2 separate regions of the Gasterosteus aculeatus genome follow, and region 2 is linked to region 1. Evidence: chromatin contacts called from public Hi-C data. All regions are on one chromosome and are shown on one strand. The core of a region is the stretch at or near the end of the contact, and the rest is flanking DNA. Distances in the headings are between cores, read along the strand shown.

Region 1 (3,986 bases), core at 534-3,033:
AGGGGCACGGTTTCCTTCATCTTGGACGCCAGAAACATGCATGTGGCTCCCAGCAGCTGTAGTCGTGTTTTCCTGGTGGCCTCCACCGATAAAAATCTGTCCAAATAGTTCATAGCCAGCGGAAAAACCTCCTCCTCGCACTTTTGTTCCTCGCAGACCTAGGAGGTGAGAAGAGCACTTAAAGGTTGCTGGAGGAAAATGCCCCCATTCACATGCAGTGTGACGTCCTTTCCCCCACTAAAGTCTCCTTTTGTGTACAGCTGTTTACGTTTAATCATTTGCAAATTAATAAAAAACGGAATTAAACATTTTGTGCATCTAATGTACTAAAATTCAGTGTTTAACTATCGCTCTAAAACGCGATGTAATGCAAACACAATGCACATGTAGCCATAAACATTTAAAATCCAAATGCATTAATTACAAGTGGCTCGCAGCACTGAACACGGTGCGGAATTAGTCAGCAGTCCCTTCTGACGGAGACACCAAGGTGGCGTCTATGCAAGTTTCACTCTGCAATTTCAACTTCGTCATCTTTTCATAAAATATTTATAAATAGTTAAAAATTACCAGGGTGCGTATAATTATCATGTAAATGATCCTCAGCTAAAGCCTGTTCGGATGACGCTGGAATAGGTCGAAATGTGCCACGGATTGATTAAATAAAAAATCATTTGTCAGACTGGGTTTATTCCAAACGCGATACATCGCGTCGGCTCTCCGATGCGCAGTTTCAGAAATTAATATAAAATATAAAGCTACGCACATTTCAATCCAATAGCTCATGTTAATGTTAAGAAACATGCACTCTATCAAACCCGACTGTGTAAATGCATTTAATACTTTCGCAGCTTTAGTAAACGCTTTTTTCCCCCCGAGCGACCTTCGCGGACCGAAGCGACTCGGAGAAGCGAAACAAACTTTTGCCATCGATCGCAGTGGAAGGAGCCGCCGCAGAGCGCGTGAGGCCGCAGGGCGACACGCGCGCGTTTCCGGCCCTTCCAACCGACTTACTGTCATTGCTGCCGACGTTATAGATTTTTAATGACATTAAAATCATTCTCTTATACGACAACAAAGATGGCGCGTAATGCTGGCACGGGCCGGACTGCATACGTGTACATTGCTGTTATTTTGGAATATTTTCCACGTGTAATTACATTTCAGAATCTTCTGGAAAACGTAACCTAACACACAACGACGAACAGAAAGGTGTAACTTCTAACGCGTGTGCAGCCCGTGGTCCATATGTGCGGTGGTGGGCGAAGGACCACCCAGCACTCCCGGATCCACGCTGCTCCTTTATGTAACGTGCGCGCTGAATTAAGACGCTTTGGGCCGAAGAGCCGCGACCACCTTTAAACTAACGCGACGCCGCCGCACTCGGGCACTAAAGTCGAAAGTTCAAGTGAAATAAGAACCAACCTCTAACATCCAGGTAGCCACTATTTTCCTCATTTTGGGCACAATTTCTTTCTGGACACACTTCAAGTAGTTTGGCGACGGCAGGTAGTGTTCCTCGGCCTTCAGCATGGTGTGGAGAACTCGGTCGTTGAGCAGGTTGACGTCCATGTAGGCTCTCCTGATGGAGTCCACCTCGCAGCACAGCAGCTGGTCCTCCATGGCGGGCTACTGGTGCCGGTAATGTCGCACGGTGACGCCTCTGCGCGGGCTCTGTGTTACGGGAGGGAGCGGCGGCGGTCCGCGGATCTACGGTCACGGTCTCCTCGCTGCGCTGCGGCCGCTGAGCTCTGCTGCTGCTCCGGTGTGCGCGAGCCCACTGAGGCGCACAGCGAGTCCCTCCGCGAGACAAAACCTGGCGTCGCACGCACGCACATCACGGGCGGGGGGGCGGTGGGGATGACGTCAGCTGTTGTTAGGAGAGGGGGGGGGGGTATCAAAGGAACACGCAGGCTGTCATGGAGTGCGCGAGGAAGAGATTATATTATATACACACATATATATATATATTTATGTGTATATGTATTTATTAATTTCTGTACATATAAAGTAAAGAGAGGGCAGGGACCCCCCCCCCCCCACACACACACACAGTTTTATCGAAGGAGGTGGGAGGTCCGGGGCCGACTCTGGGGGACGTCTGTCGCCGGCGGAGAGGAGCTGTGAGGGGGGGAGGGGGGGTCGGTAGGGGGCGACCGCGGCTCCGCGCGCTGAGCATGAGGTGAGCACATGACACGATAGTGCGGTCCGACTCACACAGGAGCGCTGCTTCAACCACCGGTGCATCCCGACTTTGAAGCCACATGGTGGGGGGCTCTGAAGGGGGGGGCAGGTAAACGTATTACGCTGGATAACATCTGTTAGTAATTCATCACATCAACTGTAAGCGACATTTGCACAATTTAGTTCCACAGCAACACGACCATATAAAACAGGTTTGTGAGTCAACATCTGTACATGAGAACTCCAGTTAGTATTTAACTCATATGTGTGATTTCATTAAATACTAACTGGGCCCTCTGGGGCAAATTTGTAATTTGCCATTTTGGGCTACACAAAATATAAGGAATTGACTTGAGAAGTGTGTGTGTGTGTATGTATGTGTGTGTGCGTGTGTGTGTGTGTGTGTACTGACCATTGCAAAAGTAAATCTGCAGTGTAACAAACTGTGTTGAAGTCAGGTTAGTTTGCTTTGTAAGGCTGAAGTGCCAATAGTAAAGTTTTAAAGACTCTTTCTAACACACACACACACACACAAACGCACACAAACGCACACGCACACACACACGCACACACACACACACGCACACACACACACACACACACACACACACACACACACACACACAAACGGGAGGAGACTGGAGTTTCACCAATGGGAGGAATTGCTGTTACTAGGCAGATGTCGGCCTAACTTTTCACGTGAGGAAAAGTTCAGAAATGGGCAGTTATTAAAAAGTGAATAAAAGTCTTCGGTAATCAATAAAGGGCTCCAACTACTGATCAGCGTATATCTGCTCTGTTGTTCTGAGCGAGGACAGAAGGAGCCATATATTGAATCACGTTTACAGCTTGATACAAAGTACATCAATCCTCACATTTAGTTGTTGAAGTTAAACAGCAGCATTTAGTGTGAAGATGTGAACATTTGAATGTAGTTTCAACGTGAAACAGAGTTTTTAACATTCCTGGAATTCCTCTCTGGGCTATTGGTGGACTACCGTAATGTCTGCAGAGGGCTGCACCTCTGTGGACGGAGGCTGGAGTCTCAGCAGAACTTCTTATCGTTATTATAAGGGATCCAAAAACATGTCTTCACTATGCATTATCATCTGTAAGCGAAATGCTGCCTTTTCCAAACTTATATTTAGAAAATGGTTCATTTAAATGTACACGATCAAACACTCTTTACATTCTAAAACATTTGTTTAGTTTTGTGACTTCTTTACAAAGGACTTCGCATCAATACGAATAAAAGGGTACAATCTTTAATACAACAAAACAATATTATAAACAATTGATGCCTTTCACTACTATAAGCCCTTTAGATTATCTCATTAATTCCCTTTACAAAGGTGTCCGTCACTCAAGCACAAGGTATATATAGTTTATTATATATATATATATAGTTATAACCAGCTAAATGTTTGAATCAAACTTCCATATTATTGACTTCTTCAACATTGTTTTCAACTGACAAGGTGAACAGTCAGTCAAACAGAATGACATCCTTGAGTTGTGTTCCTCTTCATGTCTCTTCTCAGTGCCTCTGCTGCACAGATAGATAGAGGCTTTCCACTGCAAACAAAGGGAGCAGGAGCATGTGACTTTTGCAGTGAGGCTCTTCTAGCAGCTTTATGGTAACTGGTAGGACGCGTTTAAAGGGACAGCAGCTGGAACACAAACTCATACCACTTGTTGAGCCTATTTCACTACATACCTAGATGTAGTGTGGGTTTCCACTAATTTAGCGAGGTAGTTGAAGAAATGTGACTACATTCTATACATGACCCAGGAAAAGAAAC
Region 2 (3,986 bases), core at 445-2,944, 67 kb after region 1:
TGTCAATAAACTATTGAACTCACCTCACGGCTGTCTCCTGTCCCCCATTCGTGATACATACTACATATACCGTTACATTACATTACATGTCATTTAGCTGACGCTTTTATTCAAAGCGACTTACAATAAGAGCATTCAACCATAAAGATACAAACTGAGCAAGAAAGTGCAATTTCATCAAATAAGCCGATCTACAACTTGCTGTAGATAAGAACCATTATAAGTACAATGTAAGTGCTACAGTTAGTTAGTGTGTTAGTGGAGGTAGAGTCTGAAGAGGTGTGTCTTTAGTCTGAAGATGTGAAGGCTCTCTGTGGTCCTGATGTCTTCAGAGACCTCCTTCCACCATTTAGGAGCAGAACAGCAAAGAGTGGAGATCTAGTGGCGCATAGGACATGAACATCCCTCCTTTGCTCTGCTTTTCATGTCATGTCTTCTCGTCCATGCTCTCCTCTCCTCAGCTGTCTTCTCTTCTCCTTTTCTCCTCTCCTCTGAGGGTTTAGTGCTGATGTAGCATGCTGTGAAGGTGAGGTATTAGTAGTGGTTCAAATGACCGAATCCCATACGGGTAATTTATTATTTGGCATATGCAGCTTTAAACCCCATTATATCATTCCTGGGTTAACATCTTGCTTAGGATGTGGGAGTTTTGATTAAGGCATATTTATATTGATGCTTGGATTACACAGAGGAAAGCTAAATATTTCAACTAAGGACATGGTGTGACATGGTGACTGACTGACAGGTGACAATAATGTCATGTTAATGACACGGCTGTATTGGGCCGGCCGATTATGCTTCTCCCAGAGCAAATTCATCTGAATGTGGGGTTTGGTTTATTGATATTCTTCAACTGCTAAACTGATCTGTGTTACGGGGGGGCTTTGTCTTTTTTAGACCTAAAAAATAGTATTTATTTTATTAAATTTGGTGGAGCACCTTTTAGTAAATACTTCAGCAGAGGTGTGGACCCCCCCCCCCCCCCCCCCGCCACACACACATGTGTTTGATTCATTGGTGCGTAACGCCATGGTATGTGTGGACTGTTGTTTCTGCTCCAGTCAAAGAGAAAATAAACAAAACCCCACTCTTCACTCTTCTTAAGCAAACATCCATCTCTGTTGAGCAAGGAGAGTCCCGCCCTCGTATGAGAGTATACGACTAACATGTTTCAGGTGCGGTCGATCGATGCGTCGATCATTTCTACCTGTAGGGCAGCGCTGCACGCAGAGCAGAAGGCTTCAGCGGAATCTTGTTTGTTTTTCTTTCTAAAGAATGTTGTCCCTCTCCCGGCTTAATCCGCCGGGTCACTCACGCAAAGGCTTTATATCTGGACTGTGTTGTGTTGATAAGTGCAGCGGCTTTTCAAAGCGTTTCTGTAGCCCGTCTACAGCTCTATCGTTCTGGGTTTGCTCTGTTTGGACAAGGTCAGGTGACAGCCTCTGCCAGATATTTCTGAATGAACCGTGTGTGTGGCTGTGTGTACTCGCGCAGACACGTGCATGGAGGGCCGTCCATTCATACATTCCATCCTCCCACAGTAACCTGAGCCGACCATGGGGGTGGGGTGGGGGCGCGAAGGGAGGGGGAGGGGGTGGGGGGTTTGCTGGAGTCTTGTCTTCTTCTGTAGCCAATAGTCAATCTCATCCATTTCTCTGACTTATCCATTCCTTCATTCCCCAGAAGCAGCGGATAGTTTCACAAAAGTGAGGTCTTGATTCTAATTACTGACTGATTGGTATTGCTAACATTATACTACATATATAATACTACAGATGTTGACAAATAAATGACAGTCCTCTATAACAATGACAAACTCTTGAGAGTCCACACAAATCTTGACTGAAGTTGTGAGTAAAAAGATGGTTCAAGCAGAAAAGGAATGGATGTATATTGTTTTCTTCTATCCATCACTGTGTCTTCTGTCGTGTTGTATAGAGACTACTGGGGTGGCAAGACAACACAGGACATAATGCGGGAACACACACGCACACACACTGCAGAGCAGCCCCGGTCTTTGGTTCCCCTCCCCTGTGTCTGGATGCAGCCCTCCTCCGTCCTGTGACCTACAGGCATTTAACCTCTGACCTGCAGGGCCAATATTAACTCTTGTGTGATTGTTCCAGGGCAGCCGACTTCCCCTGGCCCAGGCCCTGAGAACATTCCTGGGCTCTGTCGCTAGGAGAGCCTAGCTGTCACACTGCTGACCTCCTCTATGTCCAGGGTTACCCTTGATCTTCTATACACACACACAGGAACTCACATGTACAAAAGGACTCACACACACGCACACACATATACACACTCAGGAGCCCCTCCACCTCCTGCCCCCCATACCAGAGGTCCTAGAGGGGGCTGCTGGCCTGTCTCGGGGCTGAAGGCCACCCAGTCCGTCTGCTAGCTGACAGTATGTGTTCACTCCGCTAACACACAACACCTGCATTCATCAATAACTGCTGCTATTGGTGGCTGCTTGGCGGATTGAGACGTTAACCATCGGTGAGTGTGTTTACGCATTAGCACCCTTGTTCGGAGTCTTTTCCTGATTGGCTTTATATGTATATATATATATACACATGGAACATGAGAAAGCTGTCGATTAGGTTGCAAAAGTATCCGCCTCTCTGTCTTTACCCATGAAGACAAGTCTTAATTCCTCAATAAATACTTTTTCATTTGCCAACCTGATTCTCTGCTGCATTAAGACACAATATAAAAAAAAACTTAAAGGAACAATAAGACATTTCCTTGGAGGAAAAACATTTGGTTTGTATAACAATGTCTAACCTTAGCGTGAGAAAGATTTAGTAGAACACGTCAAATATCTTCAAATATCTTTTGACTCTGAGGGGAAGCTTGCAGTCAACCGCCATGTATTTATTATACAAAAGAGGCGCACAGTTACACTTTGTTTAACAATTGTTTTTTGTATGAAGACAATACAATTAAAATATGGACTTCGGACCATAGACAGGTGGTTCATCAGCAATCAGTTCAAAACTTCAAAAAGGAACATAATTCTACTCCAAGTCATAGAGATACATTTGTGATACATTTGTGATACATGAGAATAACTTGTGAGAAGAAGCTGCCATCATATAGTAAGAGTCAATATTTAAGCTGAATTTTGGAAGCTGAACATCAGCTCCATCACCAAGAAGGCTCAGCAGAGGTTGTTCTTCCTGAGGAAGCTGAAGAAATTAAACCTGCCAAAGGCAATGATGGTCCACTTCTACACGGCCATCATTGAGTCCATCCTCTGCTCCTCCATCACCGTCTGGTACGCTGCAGCCACAGCCAAGGACAAGGGCGGGCTGCAGCGTGTCATCCGCTCTGCAGAGAGGGTGATCGGCTGCAATCTGCCGTCCCTGCAGGACTTGTTCGCTTCCAGGTCTCTGAAGCGAGCTAAAAAGATTGTAGCCGACCCCTCTCACCCTGGACAAAAACTGTTTGTGCCCCTTCCATCTGGCAGGAGGCTGAGGTCCATCAGGACTAAGACCTCCCGCCACACCAACAGTTTCTTCCCGTCGGCAGTCGGGCTCATCAACAGAGCCCGGTCCCCCACTGACTGACTCCCACCGGTCACTCCACATACAGATACCCTTGTCACTTTCACATACACTCACAACACAGTTGTGTAGAGTATGGCTATCTGTTCGCTGGTGCACTTTATTTTTAACTTTTATTCCTTTATTTTTAAACAAACCCATAGCCTTATATTTTATTTTATTTTTATTTTTATTCCTCTTCCACTACATTGTCTTATCTGTCTTGTTGTCCATTGTCTAACTGTCTGCTGTTATGTAGTGTGTTACCAACCGCCAAGTCAAATTCCTTGTATGTCTGACATATTTTGGTAATAAATATTTCCTGATAAGGTTGAACCTCAGCTTATTACAATGGAGAAATGTTTCAAACTGTAGCTACAGTGATGCTTCCCTAATTAAGGTTTTAAAACGTGAATGTTTTCAGTGATCAGTAATTGT

What was found. Hi-C and Micro-C count contacts between places; a contact is called where the count stands out from the background.
Region 2: a contact with region 1 is called in a Hi-C map of whole body, with 2.5 times the contacts expected there. The contact joins the enhancer-like site here to the promoter of ccnd1 in region 1. A contact is called at or near these places in 2 of 6 Hi-C or Micro-C datasets (tail fin and whole body).

Annotation. Positions count from the first base shown.
Region 1 is chr12:990,119-994,104 of fGasAcu3.hap1.1, forward strand. ccnd1 (cyclin D1) reads right to left here and starts at 1,784. Exons shown (of 6, transcript XR_013451557.1): 1 at 1,426-1,784; 2 at 1-158. It overlaps LOC144385324, which reads left to right. Exons shown (of 1, transcript XM_078085398.1): 1 at 1-1,763.
Region 2 is chr12:1,056,872-1,060,857 of fGasAcu3.hap1.1, forward strand. No RefSeq gene overlaps it. Among protein-coding and RNA genes, the nearest start is that of LOC144385325, 8.6 kb to the left of the region's middle. Within about 2 kb of position 1,695, at least 5 of the 9 cell types and tissues checked have open chromatin away from gene starts, as enhancers often do.